Regions from separate parts of the Mus musculus genome. Here region 2 is linked to region 1. Evidence: chromatin contacts called from public promoter capture Hi-C data. All regions are on one chromosome and are shown on one strand. Each heading gives the region's core, a stretch centred on a gene start, on an enhancer-like site or on the middle of the called end of the contact. The rest is flanking DNA. Distances are from core to core; before and after follow the strand shown. Region 1 overlaps Tprg (transformation related protein 63 regulated). Region 2 holds the start of Cldn1 (claudin 1).

Region 1 (7,917 bases), core at 3,330-5,829:
TGTGGTTTGGCAAAGTGTGGTTATAGAGTGGGCACGATACCCTCAGGCTACACCTCTGCATCCTGAAAACTTGTGAGGATTACAGCTCATCAGCCATGGGCCAGGGTGCCTGAGGAGATAGTGAAGGTTCCATTGTGAGTATGGCAGCTAGAACAAAGGTCTTAGATGATGGAGCTGCAGAATGCACTCCGTCCATGGACTGCTACTCCAAGTCCTACTCCTCATTTGTTTCTGCAGGTGCTATGGCTTGAAGCTGGCTATATATTTTCCAACAGATCTTGCTCATTGATAAATTGGTATCTCAAACTTAAAGATTTCAACCCTCCATGTATTCTCCTGTGCCCTGTGTTGGACAAATAAATGTCTGCCCACTGCAAAATTCTAATGAGTGATACATGCATTTTTTTGTAGAGTCTTGAGTCATTAATGAAAAATGCATTTTAACATGACTTCAAATTCAGTAGTGCTTTATATTTTCCCTCATTCTTACCATGTGTGGTTATTCTGACACCTACCTATTAGACCATGTAAATCCCCTCCCACCGTTTCTCCCCCCCACCTCTCTGATAAACTGTTTTCTTGAAATATGCATGTGGTTTTGAAATTCCCCTGGGACCTTACAGTATAAGGTGCTGTGTGTTTATATGTGTATGTTTAAGGTTCTTCCTTCATAGCCTGGTAATTATGACTGCGTAAGTATTCCATATGAACTTACCTCCATCCCATGCCTGATGCTTTAAAAGCCTCAGGAGAGCTGGAAATGGTAGGGGAAGTGGCCTTTGTTGGGCAGAAAGCCACACACTACACATTTCACACAGGCCTTCTGTTCCCTGTTGCTTCCTCTCTACCTTTCTGTTGCCAAACCACCACAGTTCAGCTAATTCCTTCTCAAGCAGCATCGCACCCAACGCTGCAATTACAGTGGAGACAGAAATGGAGTTAGAAATGAAGTAATATGGAGGAAAGGGGGAGGGAACGCTTCCATGATTCATCTCTAGAGCATGGGGCAGGGGGGTGGCCATTAAAAATATAGATGTGGTCCAGTACTCACCAATTTTACCCAAGAACCAAAAGTAAGGAGAAAGAAATGAAAATGAGCTGTTTTGGTGAAACCCTGCCTCCCCTGGTCTCTTCCCAAGGAAGCAGATTGCTTCAGGGGGCAGGTATACATTTCAGGCAGAGTGTCAGGCCTGTCATCATAAATAATCACAAATGTTTCACTTAGAAGAGCCATGAGCCAAGCCAAGGAAAAGGCTGGGGACTCTTAAGAGTGTCTGGTCTTTACACTTTGCAGTGAATATGCACGGCCTCCTAAACTTTCCCAAATAGATCCATTTAGCCAACAATACTTAAAAGAGATCTTGGGATAGTATCTGGACAGTTGTGTTGGAGGAACATCCTGATACCATAACTAAGCTAAACATGAACATAATCATCCATTGAATGATTTTATGGGATGATTTGTTTATGTCTGTTGCACAATTTCTGTTGCACTGTTGTTACCATGAAATCCAGTGCAATTCCCTTGGTCCAGTTTATCCTGACATATACATCTCTCCCAGAAGCATTTTGCTTCCATCCCAGAATTTCAGTCTAATTTATTTTAACATTTTTTGTGCCTTTTCCTCTTCTGAAATTCTCATTCTTACTTCCACTTCCAGCATGAAGTCAAGATCTGGGGTATGCCTCTCCCATAAGGCCACCAGTCTACTACTGTGCTATTTCTATTAATATGTCAGACACTCAGTCCTGAGTACCTTTCTAACGTGGTGGCTTCCCAACTCTCCCACTCTCCCTGACTCTCCGCTATGCTATTTTCCACACAAATATTCCTCCTAGTATTCATATCTTATCAGTTCCACAAATGAGTTCAGCAGTCTTTATTGGAACAGCATTTATCTTTCCCTCCACTTGAAAGTCCTTCTCCAATATCTAAAACTTACTTCCTCTAGGAAGATTTCCAAGACTATCTACCATTACCTAAATAAAAGGCACTCCAACTCTCATAACTACCAACGTAATTATGTTTCTCACAAAGGGGAGATGGGGGAAGGAAGGAAGGAAGGAAGGAAGGAAGGAAGGGAGGGAGGGAGGGAGGGAGGGAGGGAGGGAGGGAGGGAGGGAGGGCAGTGAGCATCCATCATAAAAAACACCATCAGCTCACCATTTCCCGAGATGCTCTACCCTCTCTCACCGCGTGGATTTAGTCTCACCCCATGTTTCAGGTAATGAAGCCTGTTCTACTAACCAAGTTCATCAAATTCCAATCACCTATTTGTACCCAGTCTCCAAGGCCATGCCATAGTCTGTTTGTTTCCTTCCTGTTTCTTGGGTATATCATAGCTAATTGTTGCCAGCGTATGGACTCAGCTCAACTGCCACAATCACTTTGTACCTCACAGCATACTTTTCCACATCCCTGAGTTATCTCTGCTATTACCCCAGGCATCATTAGTAGCAAAGGCTGTATCACTTAGGTCCACAGCACTTCAATAGCTGAAGTAGCGACTTAGATGTATTCACGTGCTGTGCATGCTTTTTTTTTTTTTTTTTTTTTTTTTTTAAGAACGTGTTTGAACTTGGCTTCGCATAGTATTTCTATGCATGCTGCCTCATGTCTTAGTCAAGCTGTCAAGAACAAGGCTGATTCGGAGGAGTACAGCCAATAAGGAAAAGGCCCAGAATCTCCCCACAGGCCTTCTGTTCTTTTCTTCTTGGGGTAATAAAAAGACATACATACACACATACAACACCTTCATCCTAGCACATATTTGATAAATTACCTACTTATGGGCTATGACTGTAAGAGTCAACTATGACTTCAGTTTCCAACATACACTATTCACTAAATTTTCCAGTTATATTCTTGAGAAAATATAGTATTCTTTCTTCAAAGAAGAAATTAAAATAGTGATCAAAGCTAAGCAAAAATATTCTAGAAACTCTGTGCCCTGTCTTATGGTATGGATGCTAAGTGTTCTCAGGAGGGCCATGTGGTAAAAGCTTGGCCACAGCCTATAGCAGTTCTTGGACATACTAGAACTTTCTGGAGATGGACCCAATAAGGTGGAGTTAGATTACAGGGACACCACCTTGAACTTTGCCTCTCCTCTTTTTGCTTTCTGGTGACCATGACCTGAGCAGACTTCTTCATCAAACACTTCAGCCATGGCTGCCTCATCTCAGGCCTCAAGACATGACCAAGAGATGACATAAACTATAAAAACTGAGCTAAAAATAGATCTTTTCTTTTTTTATTTTAAGTTCATTTAAGTATTTTCCTGAGTGGACAGCCGGTTGAGACACCCTCAACACCTTGGGCCTGGTGAAGTCTGCGTGATACTATCAGGTTCCATGCCTCAATGAAGAACACCTTCTATATTTTACACATGAGAACCTCTAAAAAATAAAAAAAGATCAGTCTCACAAAGCTTAACTTCTATAAATATAGAACTGCCCACCCCAAGTCCACAGTGATGTTGATCTGGAAATGCATCCAGTTTAAAGACATATAATTACATTCTGGGGCATTTTTAAAGAAAAAAATCATTTCTGTGGCCAAACTTAGGAACTGTATCCCATATCCCAGAGGTTTCACTCCAATGGCTGTGAGTAGCCCTCTGTTTCCCAATAGCTACAGGCAAACTGTCAGTCTAGCTAAATTAGATAAGGAAGGACGCTCATTTCCTTGGACTTCAGACCAATGAAAACCTTTCAACTATAAGAATTTTTGCAAGAAAGGATTTGAAGTAGCAAGGCATCTGTATCTCAAAATAGGCTGTCATCAGGCCATTTTCAACATATATTTTTTTTCCTTCTGGCTTCTAGACAAACACAACACGATTTCCACATAGGAGTGGGCAGACAGCACCTTCGTCATAGTCTTTGTGCTGGTCAATGGAAAGACCTTGGGGGCAGCTTCCAATATGCCTGGGCACGTTCACAATTTTTGTGGCTTTTCTCAACAGTGTTTTCCAGTTAAGAACTGTGAACATTTCAACCACAAGCTAAGGGCCCCCCAATAAAGGTCTATGTCATGGAAGATGGGGTACACTGAACTTTAAGAAAGCCAACACTTAGGAAAGATAGCGATTTTTTTTTCTAGGCTAATCAGTGGGGAAAAGAAAGAGAGACGGAGACCAATTAGACAGCAAGGACTGAACAACCTATTCCGATCGTCTCCTCCATCCATCTTTGTGCAGGGACAATAGTAATAAGCCTGGGTTGAGAACTCGTGTCCCCAGTCTTCGTGTGACCCCCCCCCCCCCCCCCCAGAATGTGCTCTTTGTCACTGTCTACCAGGATAATCAGCTCAAGGAGGACTGAAATGAAGGAGAGAGTGAACATTTTTCAAATTCTGGATCTTTGGAGAATCCTTCCTGTAGCCTCCTCTGAGTGAGCCCCCTTCACTCCTTCTGTGCCACCTGGGTCACAAGTATCAGCATTTGCCACACGCCGTATACTTAATACTTCTCCAATCTCACCGTTTGCCCCGGAAAAACGAATACTTCACACATTGCTCCCCAGAGCTCAGCTCTGGCATGCTTGGCACACTGCAAGAACTGAATAGATACTGAATTAATGGGCTGACTCCTAACTCCATGGAGATAAGGAAGAGAAGGGGGAGGAGGGCGACTCTTAGAGAAGCTGACTTCCACTTCACTCAGGGAAAATCATGACAAGCAAAGTCTTCCCCAAGTCAATTCTGTTTTACCAGAAGTCCTCTGAGGCTGGACAACTAACAGTCCGGATGCCCGAAAAGGGAAGTCTGCTTTGAATGGTCACCAGTTTACTGATTCTGTGAGTATTCCATTCCAGGCCATTAGCCTCCTGGTTGATCTATGAGAAGAGTCTCTCGCGCCACCTTCCTGTAGGAGGCGGTACTGTCTCCCAGGTCTGTCAGCATCTGAGCTGGCTACTGAACTCCACTGAGCTCTGGCAGTAAATTTAAAGAGAGAACTTTGAGCAGGAGAGGTCTGCGGTTGGGAAATCATCTTAATCATCCACGATTGAGCGGATTTGATTAGAAGAGTGATCTCAGCAGTCAACATGAAACCTTACACAGACAGTAGGAGTCTCCGATGCATTCCCAGAAGAAAATCCCCGCAAATGAGATCTGAAAATCGGTCATATCCCCTTTTTCTTTTTTTTGAACTGTCACTTTATGGATTCGAAAGGAAATTCGTGTACAATCACAGAGCTAGTGCCTTGTAGAGTTGGCACAAAATTCAGCTGATTACAAGGCCAGAATTCATTTCGTTGCCCAATGCTGTGGAGCCCACTATAATATAACACTTAATTATACAGGTTTGGCAATACAAGCCAAAGCATATCCCAAACATAATAATAGATGCTTAAACTACATATGGGAAAAGCATGCTATAACTTGGTTAGCCTATGACGTGAAGACATTCTGAAGGGACTGTTTGCACTGTTTTCCCACCAAGGGCTGAGTTGTACTCTTGTACCAGGTGGGGAGGGTTAACTGTGCTGTAAACTGTAAAACACATGATCTCACCAAGAGTCCAAACCAAATTCAAGAGACTGCATATGAGCAAACCACTAGGCTTTCCAATAGAGTACCTGCTTACACTGACCAACATCCCTGAAATGCTGTTATTAATTTCCGTCTTTACTGATGAGAATTGGCTGACAAGAAATAAGAGTCAGTATGTGAAGCCACTTTGCTTTGTGATCCAAGCCTGAGTTTTCCTGAGTAGTCAGGGCCCCACAGTTGTTTATGTCTCTGTAACTGTAATTTTACCTAAGTTGCTTTGCCCTTCTGGGTCTTATATAGTCTCTATGGGTCCCTCTATCTCCAGAATTTTTCTGACACAAATATTATGATTGGGAGAAAAGGATTTATAGGTCAATAATGTAGAGAAGTAATGAAACAGTTTTCTTTGAGGCTGTAACCCCTGGTGGGTCAACCACAGTCCCCTGGAAAGTCACATTTCCAGGACTACATGGCAATGCAAATTGGACTTGATGGGTTTAAATTAATGAAGAGGAAACAAAGTTAGGTGAGTGGGAAAGGTCTGGGAGGAGTCGGGGGAGGGAGATGAATATGTTTTGTGAAATTCTCAAAGATCTAATAAAAATGGCAAAAAACAAACAAACAAACTAAATGCAAGCACAATGGCCAGGAGAGTCAGTTCCTTTCTGCTAGATTCCTGTAACAGCTTATAACAACTGAGGGACCTCAGTGAAGGAGCAAGATGGCCACTATGTTTTATGTGCATGTGGACGAGCTTCAGTTATATACCATTATGGGTACAGCTGCGGCTGCAGCAGCCATCACCCTAAATGGAGCCAGGAATCAGCAGTTCTGAAAGATGCACAGCCTCAACATAACAGGGCCATTTCAACTCTGTACCCTAGAGCCTAAGGCTGTGCCTCTCCTTTGATGCAACTCAGAGAACTCATGTGTAAAGAAAACAACCCATCTCTTTACAGAACTGTAAGTGTAGTGGGAAACACCCTACACAGCCTAGCAACAAAGAGACTCAAGATGTCCCAGTATTTACTGTTTAGATGGTTGTTTCATAACAAGTGTCCTCAATTTCTTTATAAAATTCAAAATTAGCTATCATTTGTCTCTGCCCTGTGCCTGCGTGCGTGCATGCATGCATGAATGTGTGTGTGTGTGTGTGTGTGTGTGTGTGTGTGTGTGTGTCCCACCAGGACAGAGGTAAGTGTGCAGAGAATCTTGCAGCTCTGCCCTTCTGCACTTTCCTTAACCACTGCTGGAGCACGTCTGCTGCCACCCAGCAGCTGCCGGGGTAACTACATGGACTTCAGATATGCTGCATTTTAATGTAACATTAAAGATTGACAGCAAGCGAGAGCAACTCAAGAGAACAAGAACCCAAGATTCTAGACTCTAGGACAGATTGCTAGAAAAGAGCCAGCTCTGCAGAAAACCACTTTCTCCTTTGAGCCCCCAAGTCTTTAGTGGCTGCTCTAATTGTGCTTCAGGCTCCTGTCTGTCCTGACACCATTGCCCTGATACTGGAGGCTAACAGCACTTTCAGAAGAAAAGCTTCATCTCTAATATTTCCTTGTTATCCAGAGGAACAGACTTTGACACAACGCAAAGCAGGTGTCCTCGCATTATACAGTGAGTGCCAAGTAAATTTAGGGTCTGCTCAGGCATTCCTCGGGAGGGGTGAGATCCATCCTGATGTGTACCGGAATCCCTAGGCAGCAACTTCCTAAGGAGGTATTTCTCATTTAAATATAACTTCTTGGCAACCAAATATTTATCTGGAAGAAATTGGGAGTGGTCTTGTCCAATCAGGCACCTGGGTTTAGTCCACTGCTCAAAAATAACAGGATTGTGGCATTTGGGGAACGCCTCCCCACAAAAGCTTGCCAAGAAATAGCTCCGAGATCCTACAGCATCCACCCATGCTTGTCAACACGCCTCCCTGGTCATTATGAGTGAGTGGACAGGGCCACACCCAGGATCAAGATCAAGTCCAGGGCATTCTTGGCACTGATGCCCAGAGGCAAAGTCAGGGTGTGCGTGACAAAATCCCCTGTTGCCTGTCATCACAACTTGTGATACAGCTTGACCTTTTCTGAGGATGGTAGGTCTCTAAACCCCATGGCAATTCTGATTCAGACTCTACACCCTTTCAAGCAACTCTTGAGTGATCTTGTGCCTTTAAGAGGGTGAGAACTCAGAATTTTATGTATAACTCTCCTGTCAATCCTTCTCACCTGGACTTGTTCAAAGACCTGGTGGTACTTTTCTCAGTGGTCTAATCCATCACACATACCACCCAGTTCCAATTACGCACTTAACATGCACTGAGCACGGAGCTACGTGCTTGTCACACAAGATGCTGTGCTGTACATGGTAGAACAAAAAGGTGTGCAAAGCCTCCAGGCTTTAAAATAGTTGACTCAAAT
Region 2 (7,917 bases), core at 3,719-6,218, 990 kb before region 1:
ATCATGAAGGGCACAAGTATTTTATTGTGCCCCTTTTAATGTTCTCACTGATTATATTCACATTTCCCAGCTCACAAGAAGAATGCTTCAGATTCTTATCCTAGTCATGTGAAGTACATGGCACTCAGAAAGAAAAAAAATATGCAGTGCCTAGAGGCGATTAGAAATTTCATTTAACACCATAGTTCCATCTGTTTGCCCTTTCTGTTTCTGGATATAGGCTGGTATCTTCCTGATAGAGAACTGCAAAATGTCTTTTATCTATCTATCACCTAGCTATCATCTGCTATCTACCTATCCATCATCAATCTATGTGATGCATGTGAATTAACATAGATGTATCTGAAAATCACCAAACCCAATGTTTTAATGTGTTCTACCATTATCTATATATCATCTATCTATGCATGATGTATATGAATTTGTGTAGATGCATCTGAGAATTACAAAACCCTATGTTTCTATCTATCTATCTATCTATCTATCTATCTATCTATCTATTTATCTATCTATCTATCTGCTATCTATCAATCTCACACCTATCTAGTGTGTAACATGTATATTTGTGTAGGTGCATTTGTGCCATGGTCAGCACATGGAGATCAGAGGAAAATTGGTTGAAGCAGTTTTCTTCTATCCTGTGGGTCTAGGGAGTTAAGCTCAGGCCATTAGACTTGACAACAAACACCCTTATGCTGAGCCATCCCACAGGCCTCAGACCTACATACTTTGCCATAAAAAAGACTGTGCCATTAAGTGGGATTTTAACAGACTCAAGGCAGGAAAGGGTTTTTCTGAACAACCATGAGGATCATTTGCAAATGACAGGGAGAGACAGTGTAGTGAGTCTGATCTTTGTAAGTAATAAGAACTGCCATTTTCTATTAGTTTATCATACACTAGGCAATTAACATGGGTTAGCCTTTTCAATACCCATTTCAACCTTAGACTTGGATTCATTTAAAAGAGGACAAGAGTGTTATGTTAATTTCTCAAGTTCCTCTACAAGTAAGTGTACCAGGGTTCACAAAGTTGGTGCTTTAAAAACATTTTTTGAAATTCAAATATAATTACCTCACTGTTCCTTTCCTCCCCAGCTCTCTTTCATATACCTCCTCTCCCTTGTTTTCTCTCAAATTCATAACTTCTAGCCTCTTTTTTATTGTTGTAAAACACACACACACAAACACACACCACACACAGAGACACTTTTAGTCCTTAATGTATAAAGATAACAATTACTGAAAAACTACAGCTGATCAGAAGTTAGAGATGAACTGCTGTGTGGTGGACAGCCCCAACTGTTTCATCTACAAAATAACTTCTGAACCTAAGACTCAGGGAACATCACAAATGATGTGGCAGAAAGACTGTAAGAGCCAGGGGATTGGGGTATCTGCTGGGTGTGAGATTACATCTCATAGAATTGCCGGGAATGCTCCAGTTGGGTATTCAATACCATATGATCAACCTTGTAATTCTATATACACAAGTAACAATATCCCAAACGGCTGATGCTTTTTAGCTACAACCCTTCACTACCATCTCAAAAGCGATTAGCAGTTTCAAAGGATGTTTTAAGATATCTTTAGGTGTGGAACAATGGTTTGTAGAATTGGGAACCTTCATATCCTAACACTAGAATTCATGCTATATTTTCACATTTGAATATCTGCTCCCTGACACAGCAGATTGTTCGGTGGTGTGTCTATCTGTTCTGTATTTCCTTCCCAAATCATTTTAAAGGGAGTCATAAGCCTGAACAGAGGCCATCCCTAAGTTAAAGGTTTGCATCCCAAAGCGTTTGTCCTTTCAGCAACCAGAGAACATCACAGTGCCCCTTGCCTTCCTTTGTCAACATTCTCTTCTGCATCATTGGTCTCTTGCTTCTGTGTGTCTGTATGTGTGTGTGCGTCTGTCAGTGTGTGTCTGTCTATGTGTGTGTGTGTGTCTACATGTGTGTGCCAGACTACGTGTGTGTGTGTGTATGTGTCTGTCTGTGTGCACCAGAGTGTATGTGGTATGTGTATCTGTCTGTATCTGTGTGTGTCTGTGTGTGTGTTTGTCTGTCTGTCTGTCTATGTGTGTGTCTGTGTCTGAGTGTGTCTATGTGTATGTGGTATATGTGTCTGTGTGTGGTATGTGTCTCTGTGTGTGTGTGTGTGTGTCTGTATGTGTGTTTGTCTGTCTGTCTGTCTATGTGTGTGTCTATGTGTATGTGGTATATGTGTCTGTGTGTGGTATGTGTCTCTGTGTGTGTGTGTGTGTGTCTGTATGTGTGTTTTCTGCTGGTCCTCAGGCTCACTGAGTCCAAGCATCAATCATGTAAGTATGTGCAGTAGCCATAGGACTCTTTGATGTTAGCTTATACACCGCTCCCCCACCAGCACCACCACCAATTCTCCAAGCTGAGACTCATGACATTCCAGAAAGAGCCTCCGTTGGGGAGCAACAGAGACTAGGAAGGGACTATCATGATGCAGTATATCTCTCACTGCCTGGACCAAGACAAACAAAATAGGAGGTAGAGAAAAAAAATCTACCCGTGCTCAGTGTGCTTGGGGCTTCTAGAGAAATATTATAGAGGTCAGGTTCAAGACCAGGACTCTAGAGCAGAGTTGCCATGGGGGGTGTCAACACTGTATGTTACCAAATGTGACCCTTAGGTAAGCAAAGTGACCTCTTACCTTATTCCCTCACATAGAAATATGGGAACACTGAAGAGACTGAGCTTAGCCCCTGACAAGGTTGTACTGCTCACAAGTGTCCTCTGTAGGCAGGTGATGACTGAGAAGTCAATCCCTACTTTTATTGATTGCAAAACTGAGGCAGAAAAAGGGAAGAATCTACATGCAGTCACATGGCAGATTTACTTTCTTAGACTGCACTAGGACTTTGACCGCACCACTGGCAGCCTTTTCTAGAACCTTCTGGCTCATGTTATTGCCTTTATTACTTATGCTTTAGATATGAAAAGCTGATGTTTGTGGGTTGTTTTTCTTCTCAAATTAATGGATTTAGACTGAACTATTATCTCATCTGTTGCTCCTCTGAGGCTAGGGACAGAAAACTAGACGGGATTAGGATGTCGAGGTGAGCACAGAGCAGCAGAGTGGGAAAGCTCACCGCAGCCGCCCAAACACAGTTGTGGGAAGCAAAATAGTCAGCCTTGCACAGATCTGGATTCAAAACAAAACAAAACAAATCAGAAGCCATGCCTCTAATCCCCTGCCAACTGCGGCTTCGTAGAAATGGGTCCTCAGGCACAACTACATAGATGAATTCAAATCTTATTTTTTGAAAGGGGCGCTGAAAAACTGCAGCAGAAATGGATACGATCATATGATCTCACATAGTGCACGTCTTGAGGGAATTCTGTGTTCTAAGCATGATTGACATTTCATCTGCCTGAACAGACACTAGATACCAGGGGAATATTCCTCTGAACTCACAGAGTAGTACTGCCTGCAGGCTGAGGGCGTGAGGGCACAAGTCAGCCAGGGCCTGGCCTACCTACAGATCTTATTTAGAGATCTTTTATGTTTGGAAAACAGCTGGGAGCAGGAGCAGGACAATGAATACTTGTTCAAATCTTGCTATCTCCTGTCTGAGTTCTGTTGTCATCACTACTCCCTAAGTCCCTGACTACAGCAGATCTGAGTCTTTATCCTTAAGCATTGACAAAGCTGGTCTGAGAACAGTGAGCATGGGAGTGAGGGCAGTAAGGCTTTGTTTGTCGTTCTATTTTGTTTTTCACATAACTTTCTTGTGGCAAGCTTGTACTTTCCTTAGCATGCATGGAAGCATCCCTTGTTTTCACTCATGTGTTTATTTCTGCCCTCAATTCTCCTGTTTTTACTAAATCCATAGAAGCCTCTCTTTCCACCGTACTCACACCACAGACAAAATAACAGCTGAGAAAACATTTTAATTATTCTCAACCACAATGTGGGCTTCTGTGTAGCAACAAGCAAGGAAGCTGTACAGACCCAGAGAGGACAGCAAGAGGCAGCCTAGGTCAAAGCCTGGGGAGATTACTGCCAGCTCCAAAGCCAGAGACTAAGTTCTACTAGGATGCATCCAAGTGTCTCTCTTTCTCCTGGAAGAGAATGTGGAGGAACTTGCTGAATTCCATCTGATAAGTCTTTGCTGGTCAGGCATCTCAGATAAGGAGTTACTATGCTAAGCAAATTGCTTTAAGGAAAAAGTGTATGTGTATGTGTATGTGTATGTGTATGTGTATGTGTATGTGTGTATATGTGTGTCTGTGTGTTTGTGCCCGTGCATGCATGCATTGGGTGTGTCAGATAGTGGACTGCATTTTCAAAAGGAAAATAAAAACCCAAAAGACAATATATATATATATGCAGTGGAAAGCACACAGATCTAAGAGTGTACTAGAAACCTGCCCTGAGGCACTCTCCGGTTAGCTCTTCTCTAATCTATAAAGTTTCAACATCTCTGAGACCCATGGGAGAAATGGGAGAAATCTAATGGAATGACCTTAAGGAACAGAAGGGAGCAGAGGGCCCCTAAAAGAGAAGGAACTATCAGACAAGAGGTGCCCAAGGGTGAAGGGAATATAGAAATATCGAGTTAGACACATTTCCTGAATAAAATACTGGGAATATACTAAAAAATGAAAATAGGTTTCTAGTTCCCCCCAGTTTTTCCATCTTTATGTGTTGTTTTTGCATTTACACAGATGAGGTAACTTTTATTATTAGTTAATTACGGAGTGAAATGAAGAAAATGCCTATCAAGTGCTAGGAGAGACACGAAGGGAAGAGGTTAGGGATGCCTGATTCTCTTCAGATGGTCCCCAGGTAGCCCACGGGGCATCATCATCCACCACGGAGCTGGCCTGCGAGGACCTTTGTGGGGATTCGGCCACGAAACCACCAGGGGGCGCTGCATGCCGGGAGGGGCGGAGCTGCTTTAAATCACAGCGCCGGGCGGTTCAGCGTCTCAGAGAACTCTGCCACTTCTCACTTCCAGACTCCACCACCGCCTACCCGGACCAGAAGCCAGGAGCCTCGCCCCGCAGCTGCACAGAGAGCAAGGGTATAGGCACTAACTTGTTTGCAGAGACCCCATCACCTTCGGGAGCTCAGGTGCGCACCTTGCAAACTCCACTTTCTGCATCTGCCACTGAGCCCGCGGGAGCCTCGGAAAGAGCCATGGCCAACGCGGGGCTGCAGCTGCTGGGTTTCATCCTGGCTTCTCTGGGATGGATCGGCTCCATCGTCAGCACTGCCCTGCCCCAGTGGAAGATTTACTCCTATGCTGGGGACAACATCGTGACCGCTCAGGCCATCTACGAGGGACTGTGGATGTCCTGCGTTTCGCAAAGCACCGGGCAGATACAGTGCAAAGTCTTCGACTCCTTGCTGAATCTGAACAGTGAGTGCACCCTCATCCTCCAACTCCCCACTCCCTATCCTTGGACTCTCCCCCACCCTCTCTACCCCCACTCCCCAGCCTTGGAGCCCTTGTCCTCTGTAGTAGCTTCATTCAGCCCAGAGGCTACCCTCGAAATTGGTCAAGGCTTTTCAGCATGTGCTCTGTCCTGATAAAGCAGAAAGAACCCAAGCCCTAGGTTAAAGCCCTAGATTTGCCTCTAACTCTCTACTTGGCACCTTCTGCCCTTTTAGGTGTGATTTTTTTTTTGTCTCAAATTCTAATCAAGGTGGGTGGAGATTGGGAGAATGAAGACCACTGTGGAACTTAGGTTCTTGGGCCTCTTCTGCACATTCATTCTAATAGGGTTTGAACAAGAAAACGGCACACTTTGGGTAGGTTTACAAGCGTTAACTAGATGATTCTGAAATATCAAATAAGAAACTTTCTGAGTTGTCTCATGGCATTTCCAACGCACAGCTAAGGTTTACTCTTTGGGTCTTTTGGTTTTCTACCTTGAAGAACCTCTTGAGATCCCCCCCCCCCCGCCCCCAAAGGATGGACTAGGATTTGCAGGAGAGTCAACTTGTGCGGTACAAGTTTAGAATAAGAAGGACTGGTGGCATCTGGGGAGTGGGTCACTGAAGAGAGCTCTTCTGAATAAACTCAGCAGCATGGCAGCAAGAGCGAAGGCACAGAAGGAGGCAGCCTGGTTGAGGTCACCATGTGGGAAGAAGTCTGTGAGGAAAAAGAAAGGCTATTCCCATGTTTTTCCTTCCGCAATGGAATCTCTATGTATTGATGCATTGGTCCTATATGTAAAGTGAGAAAGGCATGCATAGACAGGAGTATCTCTACTGATTCTGGGGAGACGGGTGATAAGATGTATTCGCCTTCACTTTTAGCTAAAACTTTTTTCAGGGCTTTGTCAGAAAGCCATTCAATTCCTACAGGGCATGTTCTCTTCCTGGAGAAATCACATTGGTTGTCCTGCCCTTTACCTCACAGGAGGAAGAGTTCCCTTAGCCTTTGCCTAAACAAAGCTACTCCACAGTCCCCTGGGAATGCTGCTGTGAACAGTGCTGGCATTGTCCCTGACCTATGAGAGTGGAGCTCTTCCTCCTTCCCAACAAAAGCACTTCACTTTACAGTTATGAGACCTGCCACAAATCAGCTTGACACTGTGAGAACCTGTAGAATGTACTCAGCTGGCATGGTTTTGTCTCCACATCTGGACTCCTCTATTAAAAGTAATCTATACATTTGGAAAGCATGTCCTATTTATTACCCTCCCCGGATACACTCAGACTGTTGACGATTGGGAACTAGTCCAGTGGAAAGAAAATGGTGCCAGGCATTTTCAGAACCATATTGTAGACCTGGCAGGTGAGATCTGCTACAGCAAGTCCAGAGAGGGCTTCCTATCAATTTTATTCCTCTAATCCAAATTCTTTATTTTATCAGGTCTAAGTTTCCCAAATGCCTGGATAGAATGATGGTCCATGCAGCAAATATTCAGATCGCTCCTACCCAGAATAATTCATTAAATGGTTGATTGTAATTTATTCCTTTTAAATATACTTATTATATTTCCTAAAACGGTGATAAACACATTGACTATCCTTCCATCACAAGGAGTGTTTAGAAGTGGCTTGTTTGTTGATTTGTTTTAGCGGAAAACAGCTTCCATCTTCTGTTCTGGTTAAAGCTACAGTTTATTCAAGATGGAGCCCAGCAGCCTCTCCACAAACCAATTCCCAGAAGCGTGAGCCTTGACTCACACTTCTCTCCCAGCTGAGCAGTGATTCAGTAGGTGCCTTTGGACCAGGCCCAGAAAACTTGTCTCTGTTTCTCCACCTGAGCCATGGTGTTCACGCCTACCTGATGTAGAGATCTGGTTGGTGATTCACTGGCTGGTTTTGGTATAGTACCATGACGCCTAGAGATGAAAAGGCTTATCTGTGTGTGTATGTGTGTGTGTCTCATGAAGTTTACCTCTCACAAGATGCTTTGAGGTAAGAGGCACAGCTATGGGTTTCCTAATATTGTACTCGTGAACTTTGCCCCAGAGCCCACTTCACCAAAGTATAAGATAGAAGAGTTTCAGTGTTTTGTAACCAGACCTCAAGGGCTACTTCTGTCATATCTGGTATCAGTTGTGAAAGGCACATGACCTTTACACAATATGTACAGTGAGTGCAGTATTATCACGTCCCACGAGAACCACTGGAAATAGCATAAAGAGGCCATACTGTACAGAGCTTTTGCCGAACAGTTTATAGAAATATAACAATAACTTCCTGGAAAAACAATAGCTACACTGTGAATTATAGCCCATAATAGCCCAGAACATTGCCAAGCCCCTGCTTGTGATCATTTAGAGTGACGATCCTTGCAGCTGAAATTTGGGCATACAAAGTACAGGAGTAAATACAGTTATGGTAGACATTTCTTTGTCTAATTCACACATCTCTCTTGGTTTTGATTCCATTCCCAGCATTGTGGAAAGCCAGCTGC

Evidence for each region. Promoter capture Hi-C pulls out the DNA fragments that hold promoters and counts their contacts.
Region 2: a contact with region 1 is called in a promoter capture Hi-C map of embryonic stem cells, with 6 times the contacts expected there. The contact joins the promoter of Cldn1 here to the enhancer-like site in region 1. A contact is called at or near these places in 2 of 39 promoter capture datasets (cranial neural crest and embryonic stem cells), 1 of 484 Hi-C or Micro-C datasets (cardiomyocytes) and 1 of 9 other capture datasets (adipose tissue).

The regions. Positions count from the first base shown.
Region 1 is chr16:25,373,828-25,381,744 of GRCm38.p6, reverse strand. All of the region lies in intron 4 of Tprg (transformation related protein 63 regulated), which reads right to left. Among named protein-coding and RNA genes, the nearest start is that of Tprg, 91 kb to the right of the region's middle. Within about 2 kb of position 4,579, at least 33 of the 459 cell types and tissues checked have an H3K27ac peak or open chromatin away from gene starts, as enhancers often do. A contact at or near this core is called in adipose tissue and embryonic stem cells, where this site is marked.
Region 2 is chr16:26,368,890-26,376,806 of GRCm38.p6, reverse strand. Cldn1 (claudin 1) reads left to right here and starts at 4,968. Exons shown (of 4, transcript NM_016674.4): 1 at 4,968-5,403. The coding sequence starts at 5,181.